5 separate regions of the Mus musculus genome follow, and all the other regions are linked to region 1. The links are chromatin contacts, called in public HiChIP or PLAC-seq and promoter capture Hi-C maps. All regions are on one chromosome and are shown on one strand. Each heading gives the region's core, a stretch centred on a gene start, on an enhancer-like site or on the middle of the called end of the contact. The rest is flanking DNA. Distances are from core to core; before and after follow the strand shown. Region 1 holds the start of Nans (N-acetylneuraminic acid synthase (sialic acid synthase)). Region 2 holds the start of Tmod1 (tropomodulin 1). Region 3 holds the start of Gabbr2 (gamma-aminobutyric acid (GABA) B receptor, 2). Region 4 overlaps Ncbp1 (nuclear cap binding protein subunit 1). Region 5 overlaps Xpa (xeroderma pigmentosum, complementation group A).

Region 1 (2,700 bases), core at 87-2,586:
CTGAGCCATCTTTCCAGCCCCAGGAACTGCTGAATGTAATGACCCATGCCTACACTCTCGACACTTGGGAGACTATGACAGGAAAACGGGTCCAAGCTTGAGAGCCTAGCCTAGTCTACAGAGTAAATTCCAAGCCAATCTACATTACAGAGTGAGACTCTTGTCTCCAAAAACAATAATAACAATCAATTAAAAAGATAACAAACCAAAAAAAGAAAAAAGAAAAAAGAAATCACAGGGTAGACTTTATGAAAGCTGAGGGTTAGGGTCACAATGACGAACAGGACGGTTTCTCTTCAAAGATTCATTCAAAACAAAGAAAGGATTAAAAGAAAGTATGACAAGTCCTGAGTGAAGGCTAGCACCTGTAATCCCAGTACTTGGAAGCCTGAAGCAAAATATCTGAGGGATAGCCTGGGATACATGATGACTCCCAGTCTAGCCCAGGTTAGAGTAAGTCCCTGTTTTAAAAGGACTAGAAGCAAAACACCGTGAGACCTAGGGCTGCGGGCTGTAGCTGGAGAAGCCATCCCTGTCGTTCGGACTGAACGTGTGGAAACTTACTAAGAGAAGTGGGTGGGCGTGTAGTCACAAGCATCTCAGCAGCTGTAGTTAGTGGTCACCCAAGGAGCCCTGGACTAATTATTGTGCTTTTCACTCCTTCCCTTCACGGATGCTCATCCCAGCTCCATGAAGCCGGGTTTTCAAATCAGGCAGCTTAGTCCCTAACCCGATCTGCACTTTTTACCGGTTAGTAATCCAAACACTGGGACTGAGAAAAACCACACCAACTTCCAAGGACTGTAGACAAATATCACACGGGAGGATCTCTGGGGTGGCATATGACAAGCAGGAAGGGGCTGGGTCCCTAAGATTCTGGTTAGGTAGGAAGCCACGGAGCAGGCCAGGCAAGGGTAGGAGCTGATCTAAACAGAAAGAAGATCGGTTGGGAGGGCGAGCAAGAGCAGCTGTTAGACGGAGTTGGGGAGCCGAGGCAAGAGAGACGCGGAGCACAGGACCAGAAGGCAATCGCGGCCGCGCTCTCCCAAGCCCCTCCGTGAATTCTCCCGGGCCCCTCCGTTAGCCTGCCCCCCGCCCGGGTTCCCTGCAAACTCCTCCGTCAACCTTCCTGGGCTCCTCCGCTACTTACTCCTCCACGGGCCCCGCCCCTCACCTTGGCAGTGCGGATCATGCGCTTGGCCACATCTATGTCTCCTTGGTGGTTCTGGCCGATCTCCGCGATGATGAAGCACGGGTGCTTTCCACCCACCCAGCGCCCGGGACACAGCTCCAGTTCCAGCGGCATGGTGCATTACCCGCGCCTGCTTGCTGCCCCGGGCGTTTCCGCACCCGCCGCGCAGGCCCGCAGGTCTCAGCCCCGCCACGTCAGCCGGCGGCTGTCGCGCAGCCAATCCGCGGGCCCCGTCTCGCTCGACAGCCAATCGGAGCCTTACCTCTGCAGAGAGCGGGGAGAAAAGCAAGCCCCGCCCCTCCAGCGCTGCCTACGCCTCTAGACACAATTTGGTCTACTTTATGGCTAGATAGAAGAACAAGGAGAGAGTGCAGCCCATGAAGCAGTCAGGAAAGTAGGTGTTCTAGAGTTCGAATCCCATGGTTGCGGATTCTGAGACAGAACAGAAAGACGAGGAAATCTTGCGAGCATAAGACAGAGAGGAGCGCTCACCCAAGAATCTGCGTGATGTCTTTTGTCAACAGACTAACAGGAATTTCCACGCAGCCGCTAACAACTAACTGTAGTCTGCAGTTTTCTAGAAATCTCATGAAAAATCACGTTAGAGGGAAAGGGCAGACACCAAATGCCTCAGGAAACCCTAGTGGCTCCTGGTTTTGCCATATCAGGTTATACCCCATCCAAGGCATCTCTGGAGCCACCTCACTTTCCAAGAGAGTGAAGGAAATGGGTGGTGGTGGGGAATCTTAGTAACCTTGTGAGATGCAACTTGAGAAGCACTAAAATGGTATTTGTGGCTAACATTAAGACAGTTATGACTCTCTGGTCTTCTCAAGCATTGTTTACATTCTTCCCTGAAACAGAAGTATCATATAGAATTGTAAGACAGTATATAGAAATCTTTGAAGCCGGGCATAGTGGCACACGCCTTTAATCCCAGCACTCGAGAGGCAGAGGCAGGCAGATTTCTGAGTTCGAGGCCAGCCTGGTCTACAAAGTGAGTTCCAGGACAGCCAGGGCTATACAGAGAAACCCTGTCTCGAAAAAAACAAAAGCAAAAACAACAAAAAAAGAAATCTTTGATTGCAAAAATTGGTATGGTATTTAATTTGTTTAATTTGTTTTTATGTATATGGTTTGTTTTGTGCACCACATGTGTGCCTGGTACCTGAAGAACTGAGAAGAGGGAATCATAGTCCCTGGAATTGGAGTACAGACGATTGTGAGCCACCAAGTGGATGCTGAGAACTGAGCCCAGGTCCTCTGGAAGAGCAGCCAATGAGCCTTATCGCTGAACCATGCATGCCTCCAGTCCACAGTGCAGTACATTTTAGACAGCCATAGCTGTTTCTACTATATGAGAGGCATTAGCCTCAGGGAGTTTCACTAATTTGGCCAAAGTCATCCTGAACTCTAGAGCGGGGCTCAGACTGCGGCCCTGGAGTGTCTCCCAGCCCGGGTCTCCTACAGCACACTCCTTGGATTTCAGAGTTAGATCGATTTCCTGT
Region 2 (2,700 bases), core at 82-2,581, 450 kb after region 1:
GGGAAAGTCCCAGACATTAGCAGATCACAAAAGAGGGGTGCAGAGTCCCCAAACCTGCCAGGAAAGGTCGGTAGAGACAGGAAAGGCAAGCAGACTGCAGTGGGGGTTGGCATGACCTTGAGCAAAGGGTTCTGAAGCCCTTACAGGGGCAACAGTGGGACCCAGGGTGAAAGATAAACCCTGTGGGAGGGAGCCCCCACTAAGAAAGAACCCAGAATCTGGGTTTAGAGTCTGGCTCTGCCAGGTCTTCGGAATCTCATGGGGAAAGCTGAGAGAGGTAACTAAACAGAGAGCTGGGGAGGTTCCGGGTTAAGGGAGTTATCACAGGTGCCACACAGGGAACTGAATTGCCTGAGCCTGCCCAGTTCATTTGGTCACTTGTTTTGCCGAGGTGCTGCTAGCAACTCAGCCTAGAGATGCTCCCAAACACCCCAGGCACACTTCCCAGGCTATTCCGAGGGCCACAGTGGGTCCTAGGCCAGGATTTGAGTTCCAAGAGCCACCAAAGTCTCTGACTTTTGCAGCTGTGTCCTCAGCATCCTTACCCTGCCTGAAACTGCAGAACAGGTGCAGGGGAGTGTAGGCAGTTCAGAGCACGCCCTGGCCACTCTCGTGGCCCCGGGTACCATCTCTTTGAAGGACCCTAACTTCACCTTACAAACAGGAAAACGAGATCCAGAAAAGAAAGGAGGGTTGCCTAGGCCGCCCCTCAAACTGGAGACAACCAGTGGCCTCCTGCCTCTACCTGGTTGCGCGCAGCGAGGCAAGCGCAGCTGGTGCTTTAAACCTCAGCTAGTTCCAGCAGTTTGGGAAACTTTTCAGGCGCCGGCCAGATCGGTGCTCAGAGGACTCAGCGTCCCCCGAGCGTGTATCCCCTTCCTCCCCAGACTCCCAGGAGGGCTCGTGACCAGCTCACAACGTGCCAATGCCCAAGGCACCCCGGGCGGCTCCCAAGGTCCCCGGGAGACCAGGTCTAGTGCCCCGGGCGCCCTGACTAGGGTTGGGCGCATCAGGCTGCAGGGACGCTTAGCGCCAGCGACCCGATCATCAGGCTGGGGAACCGGACCCCGATCCCCGAAGGCCACCCGAGGCGGCGGCTATTTATAGAGGGAACCGTGCTCAGTCCCTTCTCAGCGGCTGCGACAGCTGAATATTTTGCCCAGATATGGCTGCGCCCCGGCGCGGCGGCAGGGAGCCCCGCGAGGCCGAGGGGGACCTAGGGATGGCGGGCGGGGGGTCTTACCGGGATGCGGGGTGGCGCGAGCGCGGGCGGCGGCAATGAGCGGAACGCGGGGCTTGGCGAGTTCCCTGGCGGCCGCGGGTGGGAAGCCGGGGGCGGGCCCTGTTCTGCTGTCACCGCGCCCCGCCCCAACCCGCCGCCCTCCCCGCCCTCCTGCTCTACCAGGGGCGACAGGGTGCTGCGCGGTCCCCGGCCTGGGAGCAACACTCGCTATTAGGATCTAGGGCCACCCCAGCCCCGGAGGCAGGGGAATGTGTGGTTCCCTGCCTTGTTCTCGGTTTCTCCAACTTGATTTTATGCTACGTTGGAGGTATCTGGACAAAGTCGCGCAGATCTTTACTCTCGTCTAGAATGTTCCAGTAAAGTCAGCACAGCTACACCTAGCTTCCTTTGAAGAGGCAACCTGTCCCCTCGGCCAGGACTGGCACGGGCCCAGGGCTTAATAACCATCTGTGGACGTGCAATTCCAACGCAGAATTGAACGCCTTCTCCCTACACAGCATTGAGACTGGAGCGTCCGAAATCACCACTTAAAATAATCGGAATGAAAGTTCCTCCTTCTTAAAAGGCTAATGTGTTCTCTCCAGAACAAACCACTTAAACCCAAACCGAAGCCTTTAAGTGTTTCAATAAACAAACGGCTCCTACCAACGAATCCAAACAGGCACAGGGAACATCTCCGTTGGATTATCCTACCGTATTTTTTGGTGAGGGAAATCTTAATTCCTAGATGCCTAAGGAGAAACGCTGAAAAGTATTTTCCTAATGCATTACTGTATTATAAAACCCTCGCCCTATTAAGAATGTCCTTTTCAAGGGAGAAGTGGGGTGTATTTTTAAACAAAGCAGGGACTTACTATTCCCAAGGACTTATTTTTAAGCGTTTTGTTGTGGGTGTAAATACTTTCAGGGCACATATTAGTGTGTAGCTTTCTGAATTTTATAGTAAGAACACCTGTGCAAGCCAACCAACAGCCTGACCCCGCTCCCCAGTCACCCACCTCTCCCTTCTAAGACACTGTTTTGTGGACCCTTCCAGAAGTCTTGCCCTTATTGTCAGGTTGGTGCCTCTTGCTCGCTGCTGAGGCTAATTTGTGACGCACCATTCTTTCCTACTGTTCAATTTATAGGTTTCATCCCCAGCGAATTTACCATATGAACATAATATGGTATTTCCATATGAATGCATCCTATTTTAAAAGTGTACTTTGCTAGTAGTGGAAATTCAGAATATTAGTGTGGCTCAGATTATTCTTTCTCATGGTCTGCAGGAAGCTGAGTTGGAGAGTTGAGTCTCTAGGAGAGATGAGCAGAGGATTAATGCTACTTGCAAGTGGTTCCCACTTAAGTTAAACCACTTCGGTTTAACAAGAATTGCTACATTGTAGCTACACTGGTAGAGAGGAGCCGCATTCATTGAGGCTTTGATCCACAACACCAATGCCCTGTGTTCACATTTG
Region 3 (2,700 bases), core at 196-2,695, 500 kb before region 1:
GATGAGCTGTGCTCTTGTACAAAACCTTCAGCCGAGAGGGGAGGAATTATAGCCGCCTAGAAAGTGGCTATGCGGGCAGGCGCCCTGGCTGATTTGGCCTCAGGGTCTCTGGAGCTGTCCAAGGTACTGCCGTCCTCAATTCAGCCTGGGCTCTATCTTCCAGGTTTCCTCCGGGTTTCCTGCCCAGCTCCAAATATGCAGACTCCATTTAGATGACCCATTACAAACTGTGTGGAGGAACGGGATCTAGAGCTACTGAGAGCACCGTGGCCTCCATGTCCTCCTTTTGGAAGGGCTTTCCAATATCAGGGGTGCATAAGAGTCCTTTGTGGCTGTGCATTCTGCTTCCCCTGTATTAGCTGTATATTATCGATCAGTGTATTCTTCTGTAAAACGGGAATGATAGACCCACTGTACTAAGCGTATACGGCTGTTTTGAGGATACATCAGATATGTCAGGTAGCAAGCAGTTAGTGAAGGTTAAATTCCCACCCTTGTTACAAGGTCGTGCTTTTGGTCCACAATGCTTGGATGGGCTGTTTTATAATGTAATGTAATGTATCCTTGTACTAGTCAGGCTTTGGGATGTTGTAGGTTAGTGCTCACAAGTGCCATGATTCACAGGGAGGCACAGAGGGGTTACTCAGGTTCATCTTGTCCAGGACTACTTTGCCTGGGGTTATCCAGTGTGTTTATACCACCTGGGAGACAGAATGAGCCAAGTCCAGGCTGTGCTTCTTGGGACTGAAGACAGGGTTCCCACCCAGGGGAGAATTTTAAGGCGGGGCCCTCTGGGACTGGGGACACCGGGAGGTCAAACGCCTGGAGGAGGCGGTAGTACTCATAGGTCTCCTATCCCAGCCCTGACCTGGGCTTGGCAAAGGACTCCAGACTGGATCAAGGGTCCCAGGTTCCCTGGTAGCTGGCACAGGAGAGCGCAGGCTGCTGGTGCCCCTAGGACACCTTTGTAGAACGTTCGTTTCCTCGACTCGCCCGCCCAGACCTGGGAGAAGCAGTACCCAACCACCTTGCAGGTGCTACAGGAAGCGCAAGGCGAGGCGCCCGCGTCCCCCGCGCATAGCAGCTTCGATTCCCCCGAACGTGGGGCTCTGGAGCTCAGTCCCCGGCGGCGGGGTCAGCCGGCCGCAGCAGCCGGCGCGGCGCAGCGCCCGGGGCGCGAGTGTGCGTGTGCCGGGAGCACGGCCCTCCCCGCGGCAGCCGCAGCGCCGGCGCCTCCCCCTCCCCCGGCGCGCACGGCCCGTCCCTGTCCCCGGAGGCGGCCCGAGCCGCCGCTCAGCAGCCTTGCCTTCGCCTCCCGAGCCTCCTGCCGCCCTCCCTCCCCTGGCCGGGCTCCAGGGTCCGACGTCCCGCGGCTCCGAGCAGGAAAGAGCTGCGATCGCGCACGGAGGCGGGAGGAGGCGGCCGGGTGCGGGGCGGCCGCGCTGGAGAGAGGCGCGCGGAGACTCGGCCCCCTCGGCGCTCGCTCGCTCGCTCGCTCGTTGGCTCCCCGCCTCCCGCACTCCGCTGGCTCCCACCCCTTCCCGGCGTGATTGATCCGTCACGGGCGCCGCCGCCGCCGCCGCGGCCGTTCTGAGCGAGCAGAAGCCGGAGCCGAGCCGGGGCCCGTGCCGGCGCCATTGCGCGGGAGCCGCGGGCAGAGCTCGGCGCCGGGCGGCGGGCCGGGCCAGGCCATGCGGGCCGAGTGAGCTGGCGCCCGCAGCCCGCGGCGCGGCATGGCTTCCCCGCCGAGCTCCGGGCAGCCCCGGCCGCCGCCGCCACCGCCGCCGCCCGCGCGCCTGCTGCTGCCCCTGCTGCTGTCGTTGCTGCTGTCGTTGGCTCCCGGGGCCTGGGGCTGGGCGCGGGGCGCCCCCCGGCCGCCGCCCAGCAGCCCGCCGCTCTCCATCATGGGCCTCATGCCGCTCACCAAGGAGGTGGCCAAGGGCAGCATCGGGCGCGGCGTGCTCCCCGCCGTGGAGCTAGCCATCGAGCAGATCCGCAACGAGTCACTCCTGCGCCCCTACTTCCTGGACCTGCGACTCTACGACACCGAGGTAAGTGTCCAGTGACCCATGCCGTCGAGGCTGGGGGCGTCGAGGAGGGACAGAGCCGTGATTGTCTCCTCCTCGCTGGCTGACCGCGTACTGGGTCCATCAGGGTCTCACTGGGCTTGGCTGGAGCAGGTGGGACCCTGATCTGTGAGCACCTTCCACCTCTGTGTGGGTGTGGAATGGGGGTCTCCTTTGACCAGAGGAGGAGTTAGAGATGTGAGAGGTTGGACTCCCAGAGGCCTGCGCCGGTTGCCCCTGTCCGGTGCTGCTCCTAGGGTTGTCAGGTGCCAAGTAAGAGGAACACGCACACTGATTACAAACTGGGCCAGCCACAGCTGGACAGGCTATGGGGCCTATTCCCAGACCCTAAAAATTCCAAGCCGCCCTTTTAGGGCTAGAGGGCTCCAGGACCCTCGGGGGCCAAGCTTCGGGCAGGACCGATCCTGTGGTGCACTTCTGCAGCTCAGGGCTCGCGCGCGCCACGGTCAGCCTCGGAGCCCGGAGGGTTCTGCAGCGCTGCTGCCTGGATCTGTCCAGCGCTGGCAGTAGCTGGAGCAGTTTTGGGAGACTCCCCTTCCCCCTCTCCCCGCCTTGGGTTAGTTGCTCATAGAGTGGCTTGACAGGTCTAGCCCGGGACGTGTGGTGGTGTCCG
Region 4 (2,700 bases), core at 46-2,545, 330 kb after region 1:
AGGAGTGCATATCATACTCAGCATGGGTTTTATTAATATAAGCTCTCCCCAGGAATTTTAGGGCCTCTTAGGTGAGGGGTGAAATATGCAGGTGCTCAGAATAGCTGGCAGACTGTGTGACCACCAATAGGTCACCACAGAGCTCGTGTCACCAGAGCTGTGTCTATGCTTTAACTTGGCCTGAGGCTCAGCTGAAGAAGTCATTCTCTCACCATCATCATCAACCTGGTTAGGGTTTGGTACGTCCTTCAGAATGCTGAAGATCTCATCGTTGGTTGCCTTACTTTTAAAAGCAACAGATAAACAGAGTGCCACGGAATGTCCAGGAAGAGAATCTAAGCACAGAACAGAAGGGAAGGCAGAGTAAGCTCAGAGACTCTTCTAGGAGCAGCTAAACCAAGTTTGTTATTTCCTTTTAAAACAGCATACTTCAGCCCAAGATCAGTATTTAAACCACGTATGTTAAGACAGACAAAAGCTTCACCTACTTTAATGCTTTTTCATCTAGACTGAGAGAGGTTAGTTACACTCAGTGTCAGTACTCATGAGCGCACCAGTCCTCAGGTCTCCCAGACATTTTAAATCCAAAAGCGTCTTGCTCACTTTTGCCAACAACACTTTCTTTTAGGGCAAATGAGTTCAAACAAGGTGAACATCGCCAAGATGAGGGCTCTGTGTTTAAACCCTGCATGCTTACTGCTGGTTAGGACTTTGTGAGTAAGTGCTTATGGTATAGAATTTATGTTAAATTAATATAAAGGTATCAAAGGGAAAAGAAATGTACTTTCAATGAAATTCAGACAATGGTAACAAGAAGGGCAATTTTGACATAAGATCATAAGACCTGTCATAACTAACGTCTGTCACAATAGGCCACACAAGGATAATCATATAGCTAATACTGTGAGCCTGTCTCTTAAAGTAGAAGGAAATTCTATGAAAACCAAACAAAAATTTTTAAAAATCTCTCTCTCTCTCACTCACACACACACACACACACACGCACACACGCACGCACACATACATACATACATACACACACACACGCATGCGCATGCGCATAAGAAAATAAGAACCCACTGTCAAGGAATTTACACACTAGCTAAGAACCAGGAAATTTACTTCAGAAGTAGACAGAAAGCATTTTTATGGTTTGTTAAAGGTTAACAAATAACTAACTTGGGCCAGACCAAGGAGGAAAAGAGGAACTAGAGATAAAAAGAGCTTTCTGTAGTGTGGAAGGAAGAACACTTCTCAGACACAGACCTTCCTTGCAGCACAGAATGTGAGGCTCATGAATGGTGACAACATTCAGTGCAACCACAAGAGCAGGGTGGAAACCTGCCCTCTACCTCTGTACCCGTCACCACTGCACACCTGCCACCAGGAAGCTTAAATGGCCCAACACAAAAAGACCACAGCAATTCCAGCACGCCTGATTCATGGTGCAATCCCTCAACCCATGGGGCTAAACGCTGAAAGCCATGATGACAAATTTACTTCTAGAAGCAGACTGCCAAGTGCCCAGGGGTCCCAGCATAAGGTGTGCTGGAGGGGGTCTCGTGTCAACTTGACACAAGCTACTTATCTGAAAGGAGGGAACACCCATTGAGAACAGGTTCCTTAAGGCTCAACTGTAGCTCTTGCTCTCTTCCATCTCTCTTCCCTCTTGTCCCCTTGCTCCCCCTCTCTCCCCACCCACCCCTCCACATGGCCATGGCCGACCTCACTTATCTACTCTCTCTCTTTCTCTCTGCCTTTCTCTGCCTCTGCTACTCTCTTAACTCCCCTCCCCATGCCCTAAATAAACTCTATTCTCTACTAAAAAAAATAAAAAAAGACTCGGCCGTAGGGGATTTTTTAAATTAGTGATTGATGTGGGAGAGCCCAGCCCACTGTGGGTGGCCCCACCCCTGGGATGGTGGTCCTGAATTCTACATGGAAACAGGGTCAGCAAGCCAGGGGAGGAAGCCAGTAAGCAGCGGCCCTCCATGGCCTCTGGCCTGCCTGAGTTCTCATTTCCTTTGGTGATGAACACATGGAGTATAAACCAAATAAACCCTTCCCTCAGCGTGCTGTGGCCACGGCGCTCCAACACAGCAACATCAGTGCTAACCAGGACAAGAATGAGAACCAGTTCAAGAAGTCTCCATCATAACAAATGGACACTTTCAGTTTTAGTACATTCCAGGAAAGAAGTCCTCTTACTACTCTTTGTGCTGTATTAAAAATGTCATGTAAAAACACTGTGAACAATACAAAATAGAAGAAACCTAAAAGCTAACAATAACAACAAAATCTTTAATCTAGTGGCTAATATGGGTCATTTTTTCAAATACAGAAATAAATCTGTTTCTCCTCCTACAAACAGCCAGCTCCAGAGCACGCACAGGTCAGTACTTTTTAAGGAGAGAGACTTGTCGATTCATTACTTACTGCTACTTTCATCTCCATACTTGTAAATGCAGGTTGGGTTTGCAGGACACAGAGCTGAGAAGGTGGGAGGAACAATATCTAATATATGTTGATGGTAAGACAACCTACAACACAAATAAGAGCCTCAGAAAAGTCTCATGTTTCAGTCTTTGGTAATACTCAACTTGCCCAGAAAGCCAGAATCCAAGATCCCAAACTCAGTGAACAACTAAGAGGCAAATGGGAACAGTCCTTCACGCCTTTGAGTAAGTTAGCATAGGTGAG
Region 5 (2,700 bases), core at 174-2,673, 300 kb after region 1:
TTTGAACTTGGACTTTTAAATGTTGTTGAGACTGTGATAGACCATGGGGACTTTTGAATGGACTTTTGAAGTTGAACTAAATGCATTTTGCGTTGGTTTTGGCTACAAGCCTTGGGGGCTGGGCAGGGAATGAAATGTGGTTTAAATAGGTTTGGCTCTCATAGACTCCTGTGTTTGAATGCTTGACCGACAGGAGTGGCACATTTAGGAGGTGTGGCCTAGTAGGAGGAAGTGTGTCACTATGGGGCTGGGCTTTGAGGTTTCCTATGCTCAAGCTCCACCCAATGTGGAAATTCAGTCTCTTTCTGGCTGTCTGCAGAATCCAGTCTCCTGCTGACTTTGGATCAAGATGTAGAACTCTCAGCTCCTTTTCCAGCAGCATGTCTGCCTGCATGCTGCCATGTTCCTGCCGTGATGATAATAGAGTAAACTTTATTGCTGAACTGCCTCGACCTTCCAGCAATTTCTTTATGTTTTTGTTGTTGTTTTTTTGGTTTTTGGTTTTTGTTTTTGTTTTTTTTTTTTTTTTGGGTTTTCGAGACAGGGTTTCTCTGTGTAGCCCTGGCTGTCCTGGAACTCACTCTATAGATCAGGCTGGCCTTGAACTCAGAAAACTGCCTGCCTCTGCCTCCCAAGTGCTGGGATTAAAGGCGTGCGCCACCAAATTATTTATGGATGTTTAGGCCTTCTAGCTTAGGCTTCTTCCCAGCTAGCTCATAGAGCCTAATTAACTTGTTTATTCTAGTCAGTGTCCTGCCACGTGTGCCTGCGGCCGGCCCGTTTTCTTTCTTAAGCCGGTCAGAAGGTTTTTAAGCAGCGCTGAGACAGGTATTGCTTCATAAAAATAACAATACCACAGTCCAGGTATTCAGAGCCCTGCTGGTAAAGAAATCAACATTTGAATAAACAAAGACAACCTTTACACAGTGTGCAAGAAGATTATCCCAGCAACCTCTGAAGCTGCAAGCCAGCCCCAGTTAGATGTTTTCCTTTGTAAGAGTTGCCTTGGTCGTGGTGTCTGTTCACAGTAGTAAAACCCCAAGGTCTTTTTTCCTCTTAGAAAATTGTTTTCCATAAACCTAAGGTTAATCAGTTTCTCCCCCAGTAAGCATTTGTGTCAGGCATAAGATCTATGACAATAAGCTAATAAGGTAGAGAAAAGTCCGTTGTGTTAGTCCTCTGACAGAATAAAGACTTCCCTTTCTCTTGCAGGGCCCGTCATGGAGTTTGATTACACCATCTGTGAAGAATGCGGGAAAGAGTTCATGGACTCGTACCTTATGAACCACTTTGATCTGCCAACGTGTGACAGCTGCAGGTGCTTGCCTTAAACTACTGTTTGGTTTTGTGGTGCTGGAGACTGAGGCGGTCTAGGTAACCCAGCTACTGAGCTACGGCCTCAGCCCACACTGGGCTGCCTCACTGCCTCCCAAGTGGAGATTTCTGGGTCTGCCCTGCGCCTTCCCAAGCTTGCACCTCTGGCTCTTCTCTCTAGGGAATTTTGGTTAAAACGTTAAAGTGGTTTTTAGTTCCTTTTCAAATATGCCTTTACCACGGCTGCAGGTCTCCAGTAGCCCCTGATTACCTCCTCAACGCTTGCCCCCACTTACTGCTGGCGTGTGTGCCGTCCCCTGTCTGCCTGCCCGCAGCTCCTGTACGCCTCCTTCTCTGCTTAGCAGGTTTCTTCCTGGCTTGCTCTGGGCTCTGTTCACCAGTGTCCTCAGCAGAGGCTTCTTCTGGTGACTGTCCTGTCAGGAATCCTTGTCCCTTCAGTGTGCCATATGATCGTAGAGCGTCTTTCCTGTCATTATGTGGGCCGTCTTCTGACTGGGACAGAGCTTCATTAAACAAGGCCCTATTTTATCCACTAAATCATGATGGCTGTCTTCTTATCACCTTGAACAGTGCCTGACATCGGGGTGACAAACGAAGGAAAAGAATTAACCAGTTCACGGCCTTCTGTAAACTTTGGTGTTGCTTCAAGTTCTCACGGTCTCTGTTTTTACTTTGGTTTTGAGCCACCAGAACCCAGCTGTGTTTAGGAAATGGGACCTTGGGATATTTATTTTTTGCCCATCTTTCTGGATCAGGGTCTGTGTACCCCGGGCTGGGCTTGAACTTGCGGTCGGTTCTCTCTCTTTAGCCTCTCAAGTCCTGGGACGATGGCATGGGCCGCTACTTCTGGTGACCTTGTAACTGATTTGTATTTTCTTTCTCCATGAGCCCTTTTTTCATTGTGTCTTCCCTACTCTTATTTCAAGTTCTTTCTGAAATAAGAGGGACTTTAAGAAGATTCTTAATTGTGATATGACTTGAGTCTGAATTTATGACTTTAAACATGAGAACCAAAGGCAGAGACGTCTGTGTGCAGGCCTTGTGGGTGCTGGGCTGTCTGAAAACTCAGCTTAACTGGACATTATATAACATGTATATAATGTTCTTAATCTCTTTCCAGAGATGCTGATGATAAACACAAGCTTATAACCAAGACAGAAGCGAAGCAAGAGTACCTTCTGAAGGACTGTGATCTAGAGAAGAGAGAGCCAGCGCTCAGGTTCCTTGTGAAGAAGAACCCACGCCATTCACAGTGGGGCGATATGAAGCTCTACCTAAAGCTACAGGTGTCTAGTAAGCCGGAGGCTGGGATGTCCGACTGGAGGTGAACTTCCAGCGTAGTCGGCTGGTTGTCACTCACACATT

What was found. Promoter capture Hi-C pulls out the DNA fragments that hold promoters and counts their contacts. HiChIP or PLAC-seq counts read pairs in DNA pulled down with a chosen protein or histone mark.
Region 2: a contact with region 1 is called in a promoter capture Hi-C map of erythroid cells, with 8 times the contacts expected there. The contact joins the promoter of Tmod1 here to the promoter of Nans in region 1.
Region 3: a promoter capture Hi-C map of pre-B cells shows a contact between it and region 1. The contact joins the promoter of Gabbr2 here to the promoter of Nans in region 1. A contact is called at or near these places in 5 of 39 promoter capture datasets (the 3T3-L1 cell line, liver, neutrophils and 1 more) and 1 of 115 datasets of contacts at active chromatin or transcription factors (large pre-B cells).
Region 4: a promoter capture Hi-C map of the HPC-7 cell line shows a contact between it and region 1. The contact joins the enhancer-like site here to the promoter of Nans in region 1. A contact is called at or near these places in 5 of 39 promoter capture datasets (the C10 cell line, the HPC-7 cell line, cranial neural crest and 1 more) and 1 of 115 datasets of contacts at active chromatin or transcription factors (bone marrow-derived macrophages).
Region 5: an H3K27ac HiChIP or PLAC-seq map of embryonic stem cells shows a contact between it and region 1, with 6 read pairs. The contact joins the enhancer-like site here to the promoter of Nans in region 1. A contact is called at or near these places in 9 of 39 promoter capture datasets (the C10 cell line, the HPC-7 cell line, cranial neural crest and 5 more), 1 of 15 datasets of contacts at CTCF or cohesin (the NIH/3T3 cell line), 6 of 484 Hi-C or Micro-C datasets (B cells, the G1E-ER4 cell line, embryonic stem cells and 2 more), 11 of 115 datasets of contacts at active chromatin or transcription factors (the 230-238 cell line, astrocytes, bone marrow-derived macrophages and 6 more) and 3 of 9 other capture datasets (adipose tissue, liver and pancreatic islet).

The regions. Positions count from the first base shown.
Region 1 is chr4:46,487,965-46,490,664 of GRCm38.p6, reverse strand. It overlaps Nans (N-acetylneuraminic acid synthase (sialic acid synthase)), which reads right to left and starts at 1,336. Exons shown (of 6, transcript NM_053179.3): 1 at 1,175-1,336. The coding sequence starts at 1,306.
Region 2 is chr4:46,037,853-46,040,552 of GRCm38.p6, reverse strand. Tmod1 (tropomodulin 1) reads right to left here and starts at 1,331. Exons shown (of 10, transcript NM_021883.2): 1 at 1,244-1,331.
Region 3 is chr4:46,990,459-46,993,158 of GRCm38.p6, reverse strand. Gabbr2 (gamma-aminobutyric acid (GABA) B receptor, 2) reads left to right here and starts at 1,445. Exons shown (of 19, transcript NM_001081141.2): 1 at 1,445-2,051. The coding sequence starts at 1,734.
Region 4 is chr4:46,162,801-46,165,500 of GRCm38.p6, reverse strand. It overlaps Ncbp1 (nuclear cap binding protein subunit 1), which reads right to left. Exons shown (of 23, transcript NM_001033201.3): 15 at 2,437-2,540; 16 at 213-335. Among named protein-coding and RNA genes, the nearest start is that of Ncbp1, 26 kb to the right of the region's middle. Within about 2 kb of position 1,295, at least 38 of the 459 cell types and tissues checked have an H3K27ac peak or open chromatin away from gene starts, as enhancers often do. A contact at or near this core is called in the HPC-7 cell line, where this site is marked.
Region 5 is chr4:46,184,209-46,186,908 of GRCm38.p6, reverse strand. Xpa (xeroderma pigmentosum, complementation group A) reads left to right here. Exons shown (of 6, transcript NM_011728.2): 3 at 1,213-1,318; 4 at 2,456-2,621. Among named protein-coding and RNA genes, the nearest start is that of Xpa, 11 kb to the left of the region's middle. Within about 2 kb of position 1,423, at least 20 of the 459 cell types and tissues checked have an H3K27ac peak or open chromatin away from gene starts, as enhancers often do. A contact at or near this core is called in embryonic stem cells and pancreatic islet, where this site is marked.